Regions from separate parts of the Mus musculus genome. Here region 1 is linked to region 2. A link is a contact called in public promoter capture Hi-C data. All regions are on one chromosome and are shown on one strand. Each heading gives the region's core, a stretch centred on a gene start, on an enhancer-like site or on the middle of the called end of the contact. The rest is flanking DNA. Distances are from core to core; before and after follow the strand shown.

What was found. Promoter capture Hi-C pulls out the DNA fragments that hold promoters and counts their contacts.
Region 1: a promoter capture Hi-C map of the HPC-7 cell line shows a contact between it and region 2. The contact joins the enhancer-like site here to the promoter of Nbeal1 in region 2. A contact is called at or near these places in 8 of 39 promoter capture datasets (the C10 cell line, the HPC-7 cell line, HPC-7-derived erythroid cells and 5 more), 1 of 484 Hi-C or Micro-C datasets (the HPC-7 cell line), 1 of 115 datasets of contacts at active chromatin or transcription factors (embryonic stem cells) and 2 of 9 other capture datasets (adipose tissue and liver).

Annotation. Positions count from the first base shown.
Region 1 is chr1:60,445,501-60,448,836 of GRCm38.p6, forward strand. It overlaps Abi2 (abl-interactor 2), which reads left to right. Exons shown (of 12, transcript NM_001198570.1): 6 at 1,760-1,906; 7 at 2,578-2,702. Among named protein-coding and RNA genes, the nearest start is that of Abi2, 38 kb to the left of the region's middle. Within about 2 kb of position 1,796, at least 3 of the 459 cell types and tissues checked have an H3K27ac peak or open chromatin away from gene starts, as enhancers often do. A contact at or near this core is called in the HPC-7 cell line, where this site is marked.
Region 2 is chr1:60,179,184-60,182,611 of GRCm38.p6, forward strand. It overlaps Nbeal1 (neurobeachin like 1), which reads left to right and starts at 1,416. Exons shown (of 55, transcript NM_173444.2): 1 at 1,416-1,502; 2 at 2,280-2,571. The coding sequence starts at 2,521.

The DNA of each region.
Region 1 (3,336 bases), core at 546-3,045, 270 kb after region 2:
GTTTTCTCCCTTAACCCTGTTCGTATCATTATTATTTTATTTTTTGTATAGTTCTCATGTAGTGAAGTTAGAATGGAATATTTTTGTGTGCAGAAAACATAGTCAAAAAGTAGAGTTTAGAAATTTATTTCCTGATATAGATATCATATACCAACATATTATATGTATTATATGTCATATATAGAAATTATAACTTACTTAAATGAAATTATTTGTAGTTTGTTTATATATGTGCATTCTAATTTCAGAGATGGTTGTTTTTGGTTTTTTAAGACAGGATTTCTCTGTGTAACAGTCCTGGCTGTCCTGGAGCTCTCTTTGTAGACCAGTCTGGCCTCAAACTCAGAGAGAGCTGTCTGCCTCTGCCTCCTGAGTGCTGGGATTCAAGGCTATGCCACCACCACACAGCTGTTGCTTGAATACTTAAAAAACTATTTTAAGTTCAAAGTCCTGGTCTTTCCCTTTCCTTTTGACACAATAGTATTTATTTTGAATTGTTATTTTGTTTATTGAACAGTGCTTGAGAGAAGTAGGATGAACAGTGCCTTTGAAAAAAACGATCTTATGTGCTGGGTGGTGGTAGTGCACACCTTTAGTTCTAGCACTCAGGAAGAGGTGGAACTCTGAGTTGAAGGCCAGCCTGGTCTACAGAGTGAGTTCCAGGACAGCCAGGGCTACACAGAGAAACCCTGTCTCAGATTAAAAAAAAAAATCTTGTTCAAAATCAGTGAGCTATTGTGAGTGAGCTTGAATGGCCAAGGAAAGAAACTCTGGGAACCTTAAGGGGAGTTGAATCACTGAGAAATACAAGGGCCAGTTGAGCAGCATCCTCCTGCAAGGAAGAAAGCTTTTTTACATTTTATGCCTTGATATGCCAAATTCTTTTAAAGTTGTAATCTCATCTGCAAGATATCCATTGTCTTAAAGGATTTGGTCACTTAACAAGAACTGAATGAATGCTAACCAGCGCTCCAGGAAGCATCTTACTCCTGTTATTTTCCTTTCAGATTTTTTTTTTTCCATCTGCTTCCTTTGAAAGGAGTATTTGGGAAAAGGAAAACAATTTTTTAATAAAATCTAGTTTGGGTTTTATAGTTTAACTAAGATAGAAGGACTTAGGTAGTCTTTTAAAGTTTCTCTTCAATGCTGAACACTGAGGAAGAAAGAGATTAAGATGAAGTTGAGGGAGAAAGGTAAAAAAGAAAAAATGAAATTAAATAGTGCATTTTTAAGTACCAATAAATCTTTAATTTCTGTGTCTTTAGTGTATAAAAAGGGGAATGAGTTACAGCTGGTATTGATCTTCATGTGGAATTTGTGACCCCCAAAATCTAGATTTGTTATCTGTATTTTTAAATATCTATGGTTAGGGAGAGAGAGAGGAGAAGAAGATAATTAGTGCATTCATCCAGTGCATTTGGGAGATTTTAACATGATCCTAAAGTAATTCAAATTCTTCTAAGAAAAGAATAGAGTCTAGAAAACATTGGCCTAAACAATGGAAAACTTGGTGTTTTCTGCAAATAAATGAACAAAATTCCATTAGCATAGGAATGAGGCTGGAGACTGAAATTTACACTACATACTCACCAGAACTCTCTCTGCTGGTAGAAGAGTTATGCTGAAGGAAAGACAAATTGATAGCTGGGTTAAACCACATTTCCTCTTTCTGCTTACAAATTGTATGTCACTGGCAACTCTGAAGTTAGCGTGCCGAGACTTGATTAATCACACCATACATACGCTCTTCTTTTTGTAGGCGGCACTCCCCCTATCGAACACTGGAGCCAGTGCGTCCTCCAGTGGTACCAAATGATTACGTACCTAGCCCAACCCGTAATATGGCTCCCTCGCAGCAGAGCCCTGTGAGGACAGCTTCTGTGAATCAAAGAAATCGAACTTACAGGTATTTTCTCTACCTCAGCGCAAACCACGATGGTCAGAGTACCATGATCTCTTCAGATAACTTCAGCTAATCTCTCTCATTTCCAAGCACTAAGTTCTTTTCCTCACTCTGCTCTCCCAAACCTCATCTGATTCTTCCTCTCTCTCCTCATGTTCTGATGCAACTTTGAACAGCCAGGAAGGTGAAAAAAGACATCCCAGAGATAAACTTAAGTTAATATAAAAACCATTACTAACCAGGAATAGAAATTGCAAGTTATTTTTTGCTGGAAATTTACAGATGAAAAACTATTCATAATAAAATATTAGTATATTACCATGCCATTACAAACTGAAATAAAATAATTTAGTAAAATTTACTAAAAGCTTCTTTAGATGGGTATCAGGCCAGGATATAAAAGGTAGTATTATTTTGATGTGTAAGCACCAACAGTTTGCTCTTACATTTATAGGGAATTTACTTAAATTTTTTTTATAAGGTAGACTTTATAAATAGGTATCAAAACAAGTTTACTGAACTCAAGAGTTTCTCCTTATTTATTAAGGAATTCCTATTTGAAATGGAAGCCTTTTTGAATTATGTTTCTTGTAGCTATGTCCGTTTCAGAAATACACGGGAATCCTGGTATTGTGCTCTGCATACTCATTCTTCGGTGGCTCTTCCTCCTTCAGCAGCAGTGGGAGCAGTGGAGGAAGTCACCCAAGTAGTCGGAGCAGCAGTCGGGAGAACAGCGGAAGTGGTAGTGTGGGGGTACCCATTGCTGTGCCTACTCCGTCTCCTCCAAGCGTCTTTCCAGGTAGAGCATTAGTGGTTATTTGTTTGGTTTTATTTTGTGAATTTGAATTCAATTTGTTACTGAACTTAGTGAGTGTGTATGTGTGTGTGTGTGTGTCTGTCTGTTTTGCTGGCTGTTAAACCCAGATTCTTCTTAATGAAATATTTAAAGAATTCTTCCCTAGCACTCTGCAAGGTTTTGGGAAGTCTGCACATATCCAGCTGATCTTAATGGCTTTGCTATTTTTTCTACTTTGTTATTTTGTTTTATGTCTTTGGTGAGTACTTCAGTTGGTACTTTGAGGTTCATGTTTGTATTATAACTGCATTTTCTTGGAAATGGGGAAGACATGGTTTGAGAATCATTTTGATAACAAAGGACTGGAAATGTAAATTTAGGAGCGTTAGAATCCAGCAGTTTCTAAAAAACTATTTCTTCAATCTCTTTCCTTTCTCGCTCTTTCGCTCTCGCTTTCTTTCTTAAGATTTATTTATTTATTTTATGTATATGAGTACACTGTACAGATGGTTGTGAGCCTTCATGTGGTTGTTGAGAATTCAATTTTTTTGGACCTCTGCTTGCTCTGGTTGGGCCCGCTCTCTCTGACCCAAAGACTTATCTATTATTACACTGTATTAGTACACTGTAGCTGACT
Region 2 (3,428 bases), core at 166-2,665:
AATAAGCGAGAATAGATAAGGGCTGGAAGATGGCTCAGTGGTTAAGAGCATTTGCAGCACACAAGACAATGTTCCCAGCACCCATGTCAGGAGCCCCCACCCCCACCCAGACCTCCAGCTCCCAGGGATAAGATATCTTCTGGCCTCAGAGGGTATACAAACATATGTGGCACAAGGACGCACACAGGGCATGTGGGGGCATTAGTATATTTTAAAAATAAAGGTCACATAGTGAACCCCCATGATGGCATTAGTAGCTTTACATTTATTTATCTATTGTGCATGTGTATATGCCAGAGGATAATTTTCATGAGTAGGTTCTTGCTTTCCATTTAGTGAGCTAGGGTCTCTTGTTTGTGGCCAGGGCTCGCTGGCCCTCCAGTCTCCATCTTGCATTTCAGGAGGTCTGGCTTGCACAGCAAGTCATCTCCCTCCCTTTCCTTTCTTCTTCTTTTCTTTTGTGGCAAGGTCTCATGCGGCACAGGTTGGTCCCAGACTTGCTAGGTAGCCCATGTCAGCGCTGAACTCCTGATCTCTCTCCCTCCATCTCCTAAGTGCTAGATCACAGACCTGTTTCTTCAGGGTGGCTTCGATTATTTCTGAAGCTTAGTGATTACATATAGAAGTTCATTTTATTACTTTGTTTCCTTGTGTGTGCTTGTTAGGAATCAAACACAGGGCATCTCAGATGCTAAGCTGCTCTAAAACTGATTTTTTTATATGTTTGTAAAATTTCACAATAGTTTCTTAAATGTTTAGATTTAAAAGGTTAATCTTACGCTTTTCTCCTCTCTTAAAACAATAGCAACAACAACAACCTTAAGAAAGTGTGTGCAGCTAATAAGACTGCCTTTTGCTTCTTTTTCTGAAAGACGGAACTCATTCCGTACAGCAGTCTCCTTGGAACAGACACAGAATGGCAGTGACAGTACAAAGGCAACGACGCCAGAACAGGTAAAGATTTCTTTTCTTCTTTTTTCGCTTTTGAGCTCTGTCCCAGGACCAATCCCATTTCTACAAAGAAATCAAATCGAGATCCCTTCGAGACGCCCTAGGGTCGCCGGTCCTCAGCTGATTCGCAGAGGCGCCGCCAGGCGAGGAAAGTTCCGTCCGCCCCACCTAGCAGGGGCGGGGAGCGACGTCAGCACGTCGGCCCTCACGTCCAGCTGGGTGACTACTGACCGGAATGCCCAGGCTGGCTCCGACCGCTTTCAGAGCCTGAGCGAGGGCACTGCGGCTGCGCAGGCATGCCGGGGGAGGGGCTTCGGGGCTGAGCGGCCCTCGAGGAGCGGCTGCCGGAGGGCCGGGTAAATCCCCAGAGGCCGGAATGATTAGCCCAGGGGCTGCTCCGCCCCTGGCTCCTCCCACCCCGCGTCGGCGCTACCCCGCCTCCGCCTCCGCCTCCCGCCCGGCTTCGGGGTGACACGGGGCTTCGCCGCGGGCAGGGCGGAGGGCAGCAAGTTAGCCCGCGGCGGGGTGGCGCCGGCGGGCCTGTGAGCGTGGTGAGGGGACGCCGAGGTCGGGCGGAGGCTGCCGCGGGGCGGGAAGGCCCGGGGGAATGCGGCGCAGGGCTGCAGCCTGAGGGGCGGCGGCGGCGGGCGAGGGGGCGCGGCCGGCCCGGGCGGGTCTGGCTGCGGCCGGTTGGCGTGGGTCCCGGGTCTGGGTCCCAGAGCGCTCCGGGCCGCGCTTCTGAAGTTGATTGGCACGCCTGACGTTTGTCTCTCTTGTTCGTAACGGGGACGCAGGGAGGAAATGGAAAGGTCCCCGGACTGCTGCGAGGCGGGGTCTGGGGTCGTCCCACGGGAGGTGGTCCTTGCCACGGTGTGTGAGCCCCTTTCTTCTTGGGTGGAGAGGTGGAAGCCAGGTAGGCAGGATGACTTTCGCTGTGTGGATGGTTAAAACAAACAAACCAGGAATTCCTCGGGCCCTCCCCCCACGCCCTGCCCTGCAACGCAGCAAACATTCCCAGCAACTTTTAAGAAGCTGGCGAGAAATCTCGGATATTTGTTGTGTTTGATCTGTGCTCCTGGTTAAAGGAAGGCGTGAGTAGGGAGCCGTCTTCCTTCCCATCTACCGCAGTTTTGGTTGTGAATCTGCCTGGAAGGTTTTAGTATTTTATGTTGATCATTAGTCGTGGTGTGCCAAACAGGAGTTTCTGGAATATCTAATCACATTAAAAATTTATCCCTTTGAATGGGGTGATCAAGGCAGACGGATATCTGGATTTTTTTTTTTCAAATGTGGCTTAAAAAAACTTAGGATATTTTTGTATTTCACAGACCTATTTACGAGACCAGCTACCCCTGATGAAGAAGTGTTGGAGTAGTTGCTGAAATTGACCCTTATTGACCTGAGACAGTCTTATTTGTTCTACGAATTTTTTTTTTTGTTTTTTTTTTGTTTATTCCACTGCTTTGAGCTTTACTGTAACGGCTGATAAACTTGGAAAATAAAGTAATATGATATGGTCTTGAACCGTCTTTTTGAGGAAATATTAAAGTACCAGAGTGGAAAGCCAGAATGGCAGCCAGAGAGAGGCTCTTTGAACTTTGGATGCTTTATTGTACAAAGGTAATTTGCTTTCCTTTTATTTCTGTACTTAAAATTACTTGATTATAAAATTTTGTATCCAGCATTATGACCTTATTGTGTAGTGTGTTTGTGCATATTGATAATCCTGAACTGGCAGGTGTGGTGGTGCATACCTTTAGTCCCAGAACAGAGTCCTAGAACAATGCCGGGCCAGGTGGTGTTATGTGAGTTTGAGTCTATCCTAGTGGACGTAAGACATTTCCAGGACAGCCAGGGCTGCAATTCTCAAAACAGAACCCCAAACAACTCCCCCATCCTGAATTTAAAAAACATGCAAGAGAAATAAATAAATTTTAAAAAACATGTAAGAGATCTTGAATTTCCCATATTTATTTTTCAGTTTTGAGTACATTGACAATATTGGCCTGCTATTAAAAACTTACAAATATTTCTTTGATATATCTTCAGTGATCTCAAAATTATATAGGTAGATTGTACCTATAAAAGAAAAATAAAACTCTTATTGTTTGTAGGATATGTGGGGGGGCCACATGGGTGCCTTGGTACTTTTTTAGAGGTCAGGGGACAATTGTGTGGATTTGGTTGTCCCTCTCCACATTTATATAGGTTCCTAGGATTGAATTTAGGTCATCAGGATTGTGTGGCAGGTGCTTTACCCATTGAGCCATCTTATCTGCCCCAAATATTTTATTTTTCTGCTATTTTTTTCTTCCCTTAATTGGGGGTAAAGACAGTTTTGTTTGGACATTAAACTTTTTTTTCCCCCTTCCCCTAAACTTTTTTTAATCAACCTTTTAAATTATTTTTGAAGGTTATTGATTGAGGTAGTTATTACAGGATTAACATTATGTTAGCATATACTAGCATTATCTCAT